Regions from separate parts of the Pan troglodytes genome. Here region 1 is linked to region 2. The links are chromatin contacts, called in public HiChIP or PLAC-seq maps. All regions are on one chromosome and are shown on one strand. The core of a region is the stretch at or near the end of the contact, and the rest is flanking DNA. Distances in the headings are between cores, read along the strand shown. Region 1 has its middle 98 kb from the start of LINC02913. Region 2 has its middle 11 kb from the start of NTMT1.

Region 1 (5,560 bases), core at 204-2,703, 180 kb after region 2:
CAGACAAGTTTCCCCTGCAGGGCGGGGTTCCTTTCTCACATCTGGAAAAGGGGCGGGGGGGAAGGAGGGAAGAAGAAACATCAGCCCTAGCCCCTCCCTCCCTTCAGCCAGCACAGGGCCGCAGTGGGGGCTCAGGCTGCTAGGCGATGGTGGCAGGGAGGAGATTTGAAGCATGCGGTCCCCCTTCCCCGCACACCCTGTCTACATTCCCATCTGGTCAGCCTGCTCGCTGAAAGTTGAAGTCCGCCTTGTACAAAAAAACAAAAGCCTCCCCTTTCCAATGCAGAAAGCCCCAGAGACCGGGGCCACTCCGCTTGCCTTCTCTCTTGGCCAGTGTGGCCAGGACAGGGGCCGGGGAAATGACAGCTGCCCTGCTCAGGGGAGAGAGATCCCAGTCCTGGCTTGGGTCCTCTCTGGGGCCATACCCCAGGAGCAGCTCGCGGAGCCTGTCCCCGCTGACTCCCACCCGCTCCTGCCTCGCCCGGCAGCCCAGGCCCCGCGACCCCTCCCCCTAGGACCTCCCGGCCTGGCCATCCGAGATGACCCTTGCCCCTTCCCCACAGAAGCCCAGACCTCTGACCCTTATTAAAAACAAACCAAACAAAATCTGGAGAGAAAAAAAATTCTCCACAAACACCTGAGAGATGATCGCGTGTCCCTGGCGCACGTACACACACACACACGCACACACACCCCAGCCTCAGACACGCGAGGCCGCCTCCACATAAACACGCTACTGGAGGGCGGGTTTTGTTTATGAAACGTCCAGGTTTCTCTCAACTTTGGGACGGGTGTGGACTGTTTCAGAGTTTTCTGCGGGATGAGGGAGCCTGGGGGCGGCAAGGATGTATTTTCTGCTTTGTGCTCTTTGCTGGTTCAATCCGGGGAGGGGGATACTGAACAAAAGGACCAGAAAACCCAGGAAGGGGGCCCCGGGGCAGCACCCCCACCCCCAGGGGAGGTCGGGCTCCGGGAGGGCAGCCCCGGGGCCTGGGAAGCCCGGACTGGGCCTGAGCTCCGGAGGGCGGGGCTGCTGGCCCGCGTCCCCTCCGCGTCCCCGCGATGGGCCCAGGGTCTGTCGCTTCGAAAACGTCTGGGACCGCTGGGCCGGGGTTCCTGCCCCCTCCTCTCCTGGCCTACAGCGCCTGGAAACCAAGGAATCCGCCCGGAACAATGGCGGGGCGGCTTTCCAAAGGCAAACAAGGAACGATTTGGCTTTTCCTTCCCCCGGCCCCCGAACCACTACCCGAGCGGGCGGCAGGGGCAGGTCTGGGGGTCCAGGTGGCCCCGGCGCGGCGACGGGACACACCCGCGACGCCCTCGTGGGCCAGGCCCCGCTGCGCATGCGCGGGTTGGGGCGCAGGAGGCCGCGGCCGCCCGCGCAGCCTCGCTCTGGCCCGGTCTCCGTGGCAACGGGCTGGGGGGAGGGGCCGGGCGGCGCGGGCCGCGGTGGCTGCTATTTCTGCCGCTTCCTGTTCCTCGCGGCCACGTCGCCATGGCAACGGTGTTACTCACCGCGGCCGCTTCCCGGCTCGGCTGGCGCGCGTGACCCCGGCCGCTCGCGCCCCCTCGTCTCTCACTTGCTGTGTTTTCCCCTCTTCCCCCGGGCGTCCTCCTCCTCCTGCACCCCGGGCCCCCCAAGCAGCGCGCCCCGGTGCCCCCCACCCTTCCCCCTCCTCCCCGGTGCCCACGGCCCGGGACGAGGGGGAGGGAGATTGATGGGGGACGCTTATTAAAAAACATTGTAACCGTTTCCGTTTTTATTACGTTGACAAGGGAGCGTTATTTACTGTTATTGTTTGCCGAGCGGGCCGCGCCGGAGCGCGGGCAGCCCCCCGGGAGCTCACCTTCAGGCCGCGGCGGGCGGGGGCCGGGGCGGGGGGCAGGGCGAGAGCAGGGGGCGTCGGGCGGCCGCGCACCCCGGGGCCCTGCTCCTCGCCCCTTCCCCCGCCAGCCCGTCCGGGCCCCGCGGCGGGGCGCGTTGGCGCGGGGAGGGACTGCAGAGGCCCGGTGACTCGCGTTGAAGGAGAAAGGCAACAAAAAATAAAAAAGGAACAGATGACTTCATTCTCGGGAAGGCTCCGTCCTACACGGACCAATTTCCTGGGGACTGTGGTGGAACAGCCCTGCTGCCGTTGGAAGCACTTAAAACTAAACCAGATAAAGACCAGAACATTCTGGGCCCTGCTGAACCAAGCCAGGGCAGGCTGCCGGGGCATGCAATTGCTGGCCACATGGGGAGGTGGGTGGCCTCCCTCCACCCTCAAAGGGCGCCTGGCTTCCAGTGTCCCAAGATTGGGGGTCCTGTGGGGAGGTGTCCACCGGGATCAGATGGGCCTGAAGGACGCCCCCAAGCCCCTGCTGGGATGTTAGTGTCATCCTGCTAATTAAAGTTTGTGATTCTGTTCCTAACTCAGCTCCCCACTCTTGGACATTATCAGCTCAAATGCATACAGTTGCTGCTCTGGACAGAGAAGCCAGAGGAAAAAGCCTCTGCAGTGCACACCATACCATGGGTTCAGAAAAACAAATGTTGGCCGGGCACGGCCCGCCTGTAATCCCAGCACTTCGGGAGGCCGAGGCAGGAGGATCACTTGAGGCCAGGAGTTTGAAACCAGCCTAGTCAACATGGCAAAACCCAGTCTCTACTAAAAATACAAAAATTAGGCGTGGTGGTGCACACCTGTAATCCCCGCTACTAGGGAGGCTGAGGCATGAGAATCACTTGAACCTGGGAGGTAGAGGTTGCAGTGAGCCAAGATCATGCCACTGCACTCCATCCTGGGCAACAGAGCAAGACTCCATCTCAAAAAATAAAAATAAAAAAAAATGTTTACACTTACAAGCAACTCCTAGTGAACAACCCAGGTTTTGGAAACAACTTTCAGCGACCCCTTTAGCCTGTTTCATGTTTTCTTTTTCTTTTTCTCTTCCAAGGACATGCGGTTAGCCTTTGGTCACGGAGACCTTTGCCCTTTCAAGATAAAGTGATCTTCAGCTCTGTTCCCAGCACCAGCCGCTCTCAGTTGCACAGCCCTCCCTGAATGTGTGAACCAAAGTCACTGGTTCCAAGAAGAAAGAGCATCCTCCATCCCCACCCCACTCCCACCCCCACCCCACCCCACTCCCACCCCATCCCACCCCAGCGCTTGTGGAGTGTAAGACAGAGGTTCCCAGCCCTGAGATACAGACAGGCATCGGGCAGGCCTATACCTCCCTCCACGCCGAGTCACCAGCACTCACCCCACAGGCTGACCGTCCACGCAGACGTGGTGGTGGGTTCAGAGGGTTTAGCTGATGCGAGAGTCGGAGCCCTGGGCAAAGTTTGTGACAAAATGACAGTAGACACCCAGTGTTGCAGAACCCCAGATCTGGGAGGACTTCGGAGATTACCGAGACCAACTACCCCCACTTCTTGTTTTACAGTTGGGCAAACTGAGGCCTGGAGAGGGGAAGGAGATGGGGCTAAGATGCGCCACCAGCTGGTGATAGAGCCTAGATGGGACCGTGGCGCTGTGCCTTCCATTCAGGTGCTGGTTGCCCCAGTCTTTCATCTGTGGAATTATCTGTATGATCAGAAGTTTGGGGCTGGGGGCAGGACAACTGTCAGTCAGGGGCCACTGTCGCCAGAGTGCTAGGGTTCAAATCCTTCCTTCTCAGCGAAGCCTTGGGCCAGCGAGTTCTTTTCTCCAAGACTTGGCCTCTTTATGTGTTAAGTAATGGGGGTAATAACTGACCCTGGGCCGGGCGTGGTGGCTCACGCCTGTAATCCCAGCACTTTAGGAGGATGAGGAGGGCGGATCACTTGAGGCCAGGAGTTCAGGACCAGCCGGGTCAGCATGGTGAAAACCCATCTCTCCTAAAAATACAAAAATTAGCTGGGCGTGGTGGCGGGCACCTGTAATTCCAGCTACTTGGGAGGCTGAGGGAAGAGAATCACTTGGACCTGGGAGGCAGAGGTTGAAATGAGCAGAGATTGCGTCACTGCACTCCAGTCTGGGCGACAGAAAGACTCTGTCAAATAAATAAATATAAATAAATAAATAAATAACAGAGCCTGCTCTGAGTTTGTCTTAAGGAAGAAAGGTCATGACGCAGGTGAGGGCCCTGGACTGACCTGGTACTTTCTAGAACTTAACTGATGCAACCATGGCGATGCTGGTGGTGGTGGTGTTTGTAGTGGGTTAAATGGTGCACCCCCCCACCAAATATGTCCACACCCTAATCCCTGGAACCTGTGAATGTGACGTTATTTGGAAAAAAGGGTCTTTGTTGATGTCATTAAGTTATGGATCTTGGGAGGAGGTCACCCTCAATGACCTAAGTGGGGCCTAAATGCCATCACGAGTGCCTACGGAAGAGGAGAAGCTGTGTGTAGACGTAGGCAGAGGGTGGAGTGATGCAGCCACGAGCCAAGGAGCACCTAGAGCTGCCAGAAACTGGAAGCAGCAGGAAGGGTCCTCCCCGAGCCTGCTGAAGACCTTTGGCCTTCAGAACAGCAAGAGAATCATCTGTGTTGTTGTAAGCCACCAGGTTTGTAGTGATGTGTTCCTCAGCCGTAAGGAAGGAAACAAATACAGGAGTGTTGAGGTTGAGGATGAGGATAGGGTGATGATAATGATGGTGGTTGTGATGTTGATGGTGGTGATGGTGATGGTGGCTGTGATGTTGATGGTGGTGATGCTGATGGTGGTGGTGATGCTGATGGTGGTGGTGATGGTGATGGTGGTGGTGGTGATGGTGATGGTGGTGGTGGTGGTGGTGGTGATGCTGATGGGGGTAGTGATGCTGATGGTGGTGGTGATGTTGGTGGTGGTGATGCTGGTGATGGTGGTGGTGATGCTGATGGTGGTTGTGATGTTGGTGGTGATGCTGATGGTGGTGGTGATGGTGGTGGTGATGCTGATGGTGGTTGTGATGCTGATGGTGGTGGTGGTGATGGTGGTGGTGCTGATGATGGTGGTGATGCTGATGGTGGCGGTGGTGATGGGGGTGGTGATGGTGGTGGTGATGCTGATGATGGTGGTGATGCTGATGGTGGTTGTGATGGTGGTGGTGATGCTGATGATGGTGGTGGTGATGGTGGTGGTGATGCTGATGGTGGTGGTGATGGTGGTGGTGATGTTGGTGGTGATGCTGATGGTGGTTGTGATGTTGATGGTGGTGGTGATGGTGGTGGTTGTGATGATAGTGGTGGTGATGCTGATGGTGGTTGTGATGTTGGTGGTGGTGATGGTGGTGGTTGTGATGTTGATGGTGGTGGTGGTGATGGTGGTGGTGATGCTGATGATGGTGGTGATGGTGGTGGTGGTGATGCTGATGGTGGTGGTGATGCTGATGACAGTGGTGATGCTGATGGTGGTGGTGATGTTGATGGTGGTGATGGTGGTGGTGATACTGATGGTGGTTGTGATGTTGATGGTGGTGGTGATGCTGATGGTGGTGGTTATGGTGATGGTGGTGGTGATGCTGATGGTGGTGGTGATGGTGATGGTGGTGGTGATGTTGGTGGTGGTGATGCTGATGGTGGTGGTGATGTTGATGGTGGTGGTGATACTGA
Region 2 (6,137 bases), core at 2,646-5,145:
TGCCTGCACTTGCAATGCAATGTTTCTCAGATGTTCCCTCTGGGCTTCTGGCAGGGATCACATTCATTTCACGGTATTTGACTTCTTTGATTATCTGATTTTCCAGAGAGGAATTTTAAATCTCTGGGCTGGGGTGGCATCTGCTAGATACCTGGGCACTTGTCCCAGCCCACCAGCCTGGGTACATTCAGCATCATGCTGGAAGCCCGTTAAAACTGCCCCCTCTTGGCAGATTAGGCCCCACGCAGAGACACCCTTCCAGGGCTCTGGAACCATGCAGTGTTTGGTGCGAGTGGGTAAGCAGTACAGCTCTCTTTGGGCAAAGCTCTAAATCAAGTGCAGGGGCATAGGAGCCAGACAGACTGGGTTCCAATTCTGACTCAGTCACTTCTGGTGAGACTGGGGCCCACCATTTACTTTTTATTTGAGATGGAGTCTCGTTCTGTCGCCAGGCTGGAGTGCAGTGGCGTGATCTCAGCTCACTGCAACTGCCACCTCCCTGGTTCAAGTGATTCTCCTGCCTCAGCCTCAAGAGTAGCTGGGATTACAGGGGCGTGCCACCACGCCCAGCTAATTTTTTTGTTTGTTTGTTTTGAGATGGAGTCTCGCTCTGTTGCCCAGGCTGGAATGCAGTGGCGCGATCTCGGCTCACAGCAACCTCCACCTCCCCGGTTCAAGTGATTCTCTTGCCTCAGCCTCCAGAGTAGCTGGGATTACAGGTGCCTGCCACCACGACTGGCTGATTTTTGTATTTTCATTAGAGACAGGGTTTCATCATGTTGGCCAGGCTGGTCTTGAACTCCTGACCTCAGGTGATTCACCTGCTTTGGCCTCCCAAAGTGCTGGGATTACAGGCGTGAGCCACTGTACCTGGCCTAATTTTTGTATTCTTAGTAGCAATGGGGTTTCACCATGTTGCCCAGGCTGGTCTCGAACCGCTGACTTCAGGTGATCCACCCGCCTCGGCCTCCCAAAGTGCTGGGATTACAGGCATGAGTCACTGTGCCTGGCCTCACCATTCACTTCTCTGTGTCTCGGTCCCAGGCCTGCGCAATGGTCGCATCACTGTCAGAGGTGTCTGAACCAGGGCAATTCCATCTTGAATGGGGCTGGGTAAAATGAGGCAAGACCTACTGGGCTGCTGCATTCTCAGACGGTTAAGGCATTCTAAGTCACAGGATGAGATAGGAGGTCGGCACAAAATACAGGCCATAAAGACATTGCTGATAAAACAGGTTGCAGTTAAGAAGCTGGCCAAAACCCACCAAAACCAAGATGGCAACCAGAGTGATCTCTGGTTGTCCTCATTGCTAGACTCCCACGAGCGCCATGACAATTTACAAATGCCATGGCAATGACAGGAAGTTACCCTATATGGTCTAAAAAGGGGAGACATGAATAATCCACCCCTTGTTTAGCATATCATCAAGAAATAACCATAAAAATGGGCAACCAGCAGCCCTCAGCGCTGCTCTATGGTGTAGTCATTCTTTTGAGACGGAGTCTTGCTCTGTTGCCCAGGCTGGAGTGCAGTGGTGCGATCTCAGCTCACTGCAACCTCCGCCTCCTGGGTTCAAGCAATTCTTCTGCCTCAGCCTCCTGAGTAGCTGGGATTACAGGCACATGCAACCATGCCTGGCTAATTTTTGTATTTTTAGTAGAGATGGGATTTCTCCATGTTGGCCAGGCTGATCTCAAACTCCCGACCTCAGGTGATCTGCCCACCTCAACCTCCCAAAGTGCTGGGATTACAGGGGTGAGCCACCGTGCCTGGCCTATTCCTTTACTTTCTTTTTTTTTTCTTCTTCTTCTTTAAGACGGAGTCTCGCTCTGTTGCTAGGCTGGAGTGCTGTGGTGTGATCTTGGCTCACCGCAACCTCCGCCTTCCAGGTTTAAGCTATTCTCCAGCCTCAGCCTCCCGAGTAGCTGGGACTACAGGCGCGCACCACTACGCCCAGCTAATTTTTGTATTTTTTAGTAGAGATGGGGTTTCACCATGTTGGCCAGAATGATCTTGATCTCTTGACCCCGTGATCCGCACACCTCGGCCTCCTAAAGTACTGGGATTATAGGCATGAGCCACCATGCCCGGCCTATTCCTTTACTTTCTTAATAAACTTGCTTTTACTTTATGGACTCACCCTGAATTCTTTCTTGCGAGAGATCCAAGAACCCTCTCTTGGGGTCTGGATCTGGACCCCTTTCCTACACCACCACCTCCCAGCTGGGGTTCTTGTGTTGATCAAGATGCTTCCCAGCCTGGGCCTGACACACAGTAAGTGCCCTGCCCCTCTCACCCCAGAGGCAGTGGCTAAACCTCAAGTCTCTGGGGCCCCAAAAATCTGCGTCAATACCCAGCTCTGCCCCTTGTCTGGCTTCGCAACCTCTCGGTGTCCGTTTCTGGGTCTGTAAAGCGGGGGTGATACTACTCCTGCGCCTGCACCCCACGTTATGTCAGTGTCTGCTTTCCAAATTCCCAGCCTGGACTCACCTCCCCTGTCTGTTTTGCAATCAGTGGGGACCATGGGCAGGGAGGAAGGTGGAGGAAAGCCCAAGTAACTCTGTGTCAAGTCCCAGTTTCCCTGCCAGCTGAGACCTGGGGCAAGCGACACCCCCTCTGCCTCAGGCTGTTCACCTAAAAAAAGGATGTTCTTAATCTACACACAGGGCTCTGTGGGGCTTGGATGGGGCACGCGGACGGCTACAGAATGTCAGGCAGCCACTTCCTTATGGTTACACCAGAAAGGGAGAGCCATTTCCCTCCACCCTTACTTTAGGGACCGGGAAACAGGACGGCAAGAAGGGATGTGCTACACCTCAACCCGGAGGGAGGGCATTCAGCCGCCACCCCCTCCGCCTTCCAGGAAGCTGAGGCCCAGAGAGGGCCAGGCTGGACCACGGGTTACACTGCGGGCAGGGCTTGGCTGATGCAGGAAGCGGTTCCTCTCCGGTGGGATGGGTGGGGTCGGGCAGGTACCCCAAGGAGAGCCCGGGCTCCCAGCTTAGCTTCCTGTTCCTATCTCAGCTGTCCAAGGGCCACTGTTTGTTCCCGAATGCCCCTCCCCAGAAAGGTCCCGTGCCGGGGAGTCCTGGGCAGGGAGTAGGGCATTTAGGAAAGCTGAGGCCCAGCGACAGGTAGGCGCTGGCCTGAGGTCCCACAGCGCAGGCGGGTCCGAAGCCCCCAGTCTGGGTTCAGGCCTCCCCCGCCCTGCGGCGCGGCCTCGTGGCGTCCCCAGCCCTCCGTTCCCGGTCGCTGCCCTGCAGGGACTTGCCCAGCGGGGACGCGCCGGGCCTCCCCGAGGTCTGCGCCCGGCTGCAGCCGCGGGATGAAAGGGGAATCCACCGAAACCCGCCTCCCTCCCAGCTCGCCCGCCCCACCCGCAACCGGATCTGGCGGCGGGCTTTGAAGTCCGCGCCAGCGGCCCCAGCGCTCGGGCGGCTCCGGAGACTCCGGGAGGCCGACTTGAAAGGGCACGCCGCGGGCCGGTCCAGCCTTCCCGGGACAGGGCCGGGGAGAGCGGGGAGGAGGAGGGGAGGGGCGGGAGGGGGAGAAAGGGGAGAGTGAAGGGGAGGGGACGGAGGGAGGGACAAAGGGTCCCGCCTGACGCCCTCCCCAGGGCCCAAGGGCGGCCCAGCCCCGCGCTAGGAGCGAGGAATGAGTTATCCCGGCATTCAAGGCCCTGCCATGGGTGCCCTGCGCGCCACCCGTTTCTTCCTCCCTCCTGGCCCCTTGGCCAGACAGAACTGGTTCTCAGCTACTGCCTCACTCCGGCCTTAGCACACGCTGTTCCTTCTGCCAGGAGCGCCTTTCCCATCTTCCCCTCCCAGGCTCCAGCCTCAGCTCCTCCCTGCGGGGGATGGGAGGGAAAGGCGTCCTCTCTTCCCGTGGGGCCTCCCATAAACCTCCCGCCCTACCCTCTTCCCAGGTGCCCTCCTCCCCGGCCCCCTGCCTCAGCGTTCCCCAAGGCTGCTCAGACTCTGGTAATCCCTGGCCCAGAACCCCAGCTGTGGACACCTGGAGGGCATCCTCGCATCCCTCAGTCTGGACAGCTGTGGGTGGGCGCAGGAGACAGGGAGAGGGGGTCCTTCGATCATAGCGATCACAATAGTAATAAGCCTTGGGGACTGGTCAGTGTGTGGGCGGGTGCTGAGAGAATTCCAGGGTCCTAGAGCCCATCGGCCCCGCGCACTGGAGCCTTATAGCTTCCAATGCACCCATGCAGGCGCACCATAGCCTCTTTCTCCTCCCTGCCCATCAGATTGCAAAGCTGGGTGACCCCTCTCCCGACCTCCAGCCGGGACCTCCTCCTCACTGCAGAGGGCCCCCAGCTGCTGCCTCGGCCCTTGGGTTCAACCACTGGCAGCCCCTAGAAAGCTCCAGCCCCGCCCCCAGGATTCTCTGTCCTCAGAGTCCCAGGAGGCTTTGCAGCTGTCTCCTGGAACCCTCTCCTCTGCCCACCTAGTGGGCTGATTGCCTGGTTTCTCCCAGCTCCCCAGGGCTGCTGGCTGAGGACAGAGTTTTTGTTCCAAGTTGCAGATGAGGACGCTGAGGCCCACAGAGAAGTTGAGGTCTCGAAGCTGGTGGGATTGAGGTGGCCATGCTGGCCCCTGAGGAGCTAAGAGAGAGGGGCCCCCAACAGGCTGTGTCTAATAGGACAAGAGTGCCGCCATCTTCACAAGTCTCCACCATCTTAAAAGTATCAAGTTTCCATGTCTCAAAACTGTCCGCAAATGTCAACCCTGCCCATAGCTTCCACAGAGCATAAGGCTGTAACTGCAACAGAACCTCACAAAGTCCCCAACAGTCACAACCAGCCAGCACTTCCCCAACTCCTCCACATAGAATCTTTCCTCAAAGCACACTTCCGGGCTGGGCGCGGTGGCTCATGCCTCTAATCTCAGCACTTTGGGAGGCTGTGGTGGGCAGATAACCTGAGGTCAGGAGTTCAAGACCAGCCTGGCCAACATGGTGAAACCAGGTGTCTACTAAAAATACAAAAAATTAGCTGGGTGTGGTGGCAGGTGCCTGTAATCCCAGCTACTCAGGAGGCTGAGGCAGGAGAATTGCTTGAACCTGGGAGGCGGAGGTTGCAGTGAGCTGAGATCCCACCATTGCACTCCAGCCTGGGCAACAGGAGTGAAACTCTGTCTCAAAAAAAAAAAAAAAGCACACTTCCCCAACCAGGCCCTTTAAAAAGCCTCAGGCTATATGAGAAGCTTGCTCCTGAGCCTGCTGGCCAGAAGCCCTTCTCAGGTTTACTCTTAATAAATCCATCTCCACTGTAGAACTGCCTTCTTGCCTCTTCTTTCCTTCATCTTTCTATTCCAATACTTGCTGCCAAAACCCGGGATGAGTCTTGGGGCTGAGAACTCTTGCAACCCAGGAAGCAGTGGGCCCCGACAGCTCATCCCTGGCTAATTCCTGGATCCTGAGGGTTCTCTGGCTTCCCGCCTAGTCCCTCAACTCTTCCTCTTTTTTAAAAGTGATTTGCATGAGGTAATTGAGTGACCGGAGAGGACTTCGAGGCTGTGGCCAGGGCTACCCCTGGATGGGTTCTCAAAACTCCCGGACCCAGAATTTTGCCTCCAACCGCTGGATCTGGGCAATTTACTTTCTTCTCCCCCACGGCTCCAGTTTGAGAGGTCCTTTGCTGGTTCCCTCTAAAACATCCAACACCAGACACTAATTAGTAAGGTTTGCCCCCACCTGTCTCTCCTGTGCTACCCAGGAGACTCAGGTCCGCAGTCCCGGTCTCCTGGGGACCATTAGGACCATCAGAGACCTTGGGAGGGTGATGTTCAGGGATGCCTGACCTTTCCCCTCAGTCTACCTCCTCTTGAGAGGATCTCCCATCTCTGCCCTTTTTCTGGGGATGCCTAGTCTAACGGCAGACACCCCTGGCCTTTCCTTGCCAAATCTCAATGGGCTCCAATCAATCTCAAATTACTCCTCCCTCCCCTCTAGGTTTCCTGATTTGTAACCTTTCTAAACTCGGTATAAAGGGGGACATTAAAGTAAAGTGCCTTATATTCTTTTGCAATACTGCCTGGCCTCAGGCCAAGGGCAACCGTTGGCCTGAAAACGGCACATTCGACCACCAAATTTTAAGGGATTTAGATAACTCCATTTATCGAAA

What was found. HiChIP or PLAC-seq counts read pairs in DNA pulled down with a chosen protein or histone mark.
Region 1: an H3K4me3 HiChIP or PLAC-seq map of stem cell-derived excitatory neurons shows a contact between it and region 2, with 6 times the contacts expected there. The contact joins two enhancer-like sites. A contact is called at or near these places in 1 of 7 Hi-C or Micro-C datasets (stem cell-derived neural progenitor cells) and 1 of 1 datasets of contacts at active chromatin or transcription factors (stem cell-derived excitatory neurons).

What each region holds. Positions count from the first base shown.
Region 1 is chr11:9,041,493-9,047,052 of NHGRI_mPanTro3-v2.0_pri, forward strand. No RefSeq gene overlaps it. Among named protein-coding and RNA genes, the nearest start is that of LINC02913, 98 kb to the right of the region's middle. Within about 2 kb of position 1,454, at least 24 of the 24 cell types and tissues checked have an H3K27ac peak or open chromatin away from gene starts, as enhancers often do. A contact at or near this core is called in stem cell-derived excitatory neurons and stem cell-derived neural progenitor cells, where this site is marked.
Region 2 is chr11:8,855,421-8,861,557 of NHGRI_mPanTro3-v2.0_pri, forward strand. No RefSeq gene overlaps it. Among named protein-coding and RNA genes, the nearest start is that of NTMT1, 11 kb to the left of the region's middle. Within about 2 kb of position 3,896, at least 10 of the 24 cell types and tissues checked have an H3K27ac peak or open chromatin away from gene starts, as enhancers often do. A contact at or near this core is called in stem cell-derived excitatory neurons and stem cell-derived neural progenitor cells, where this site is marked.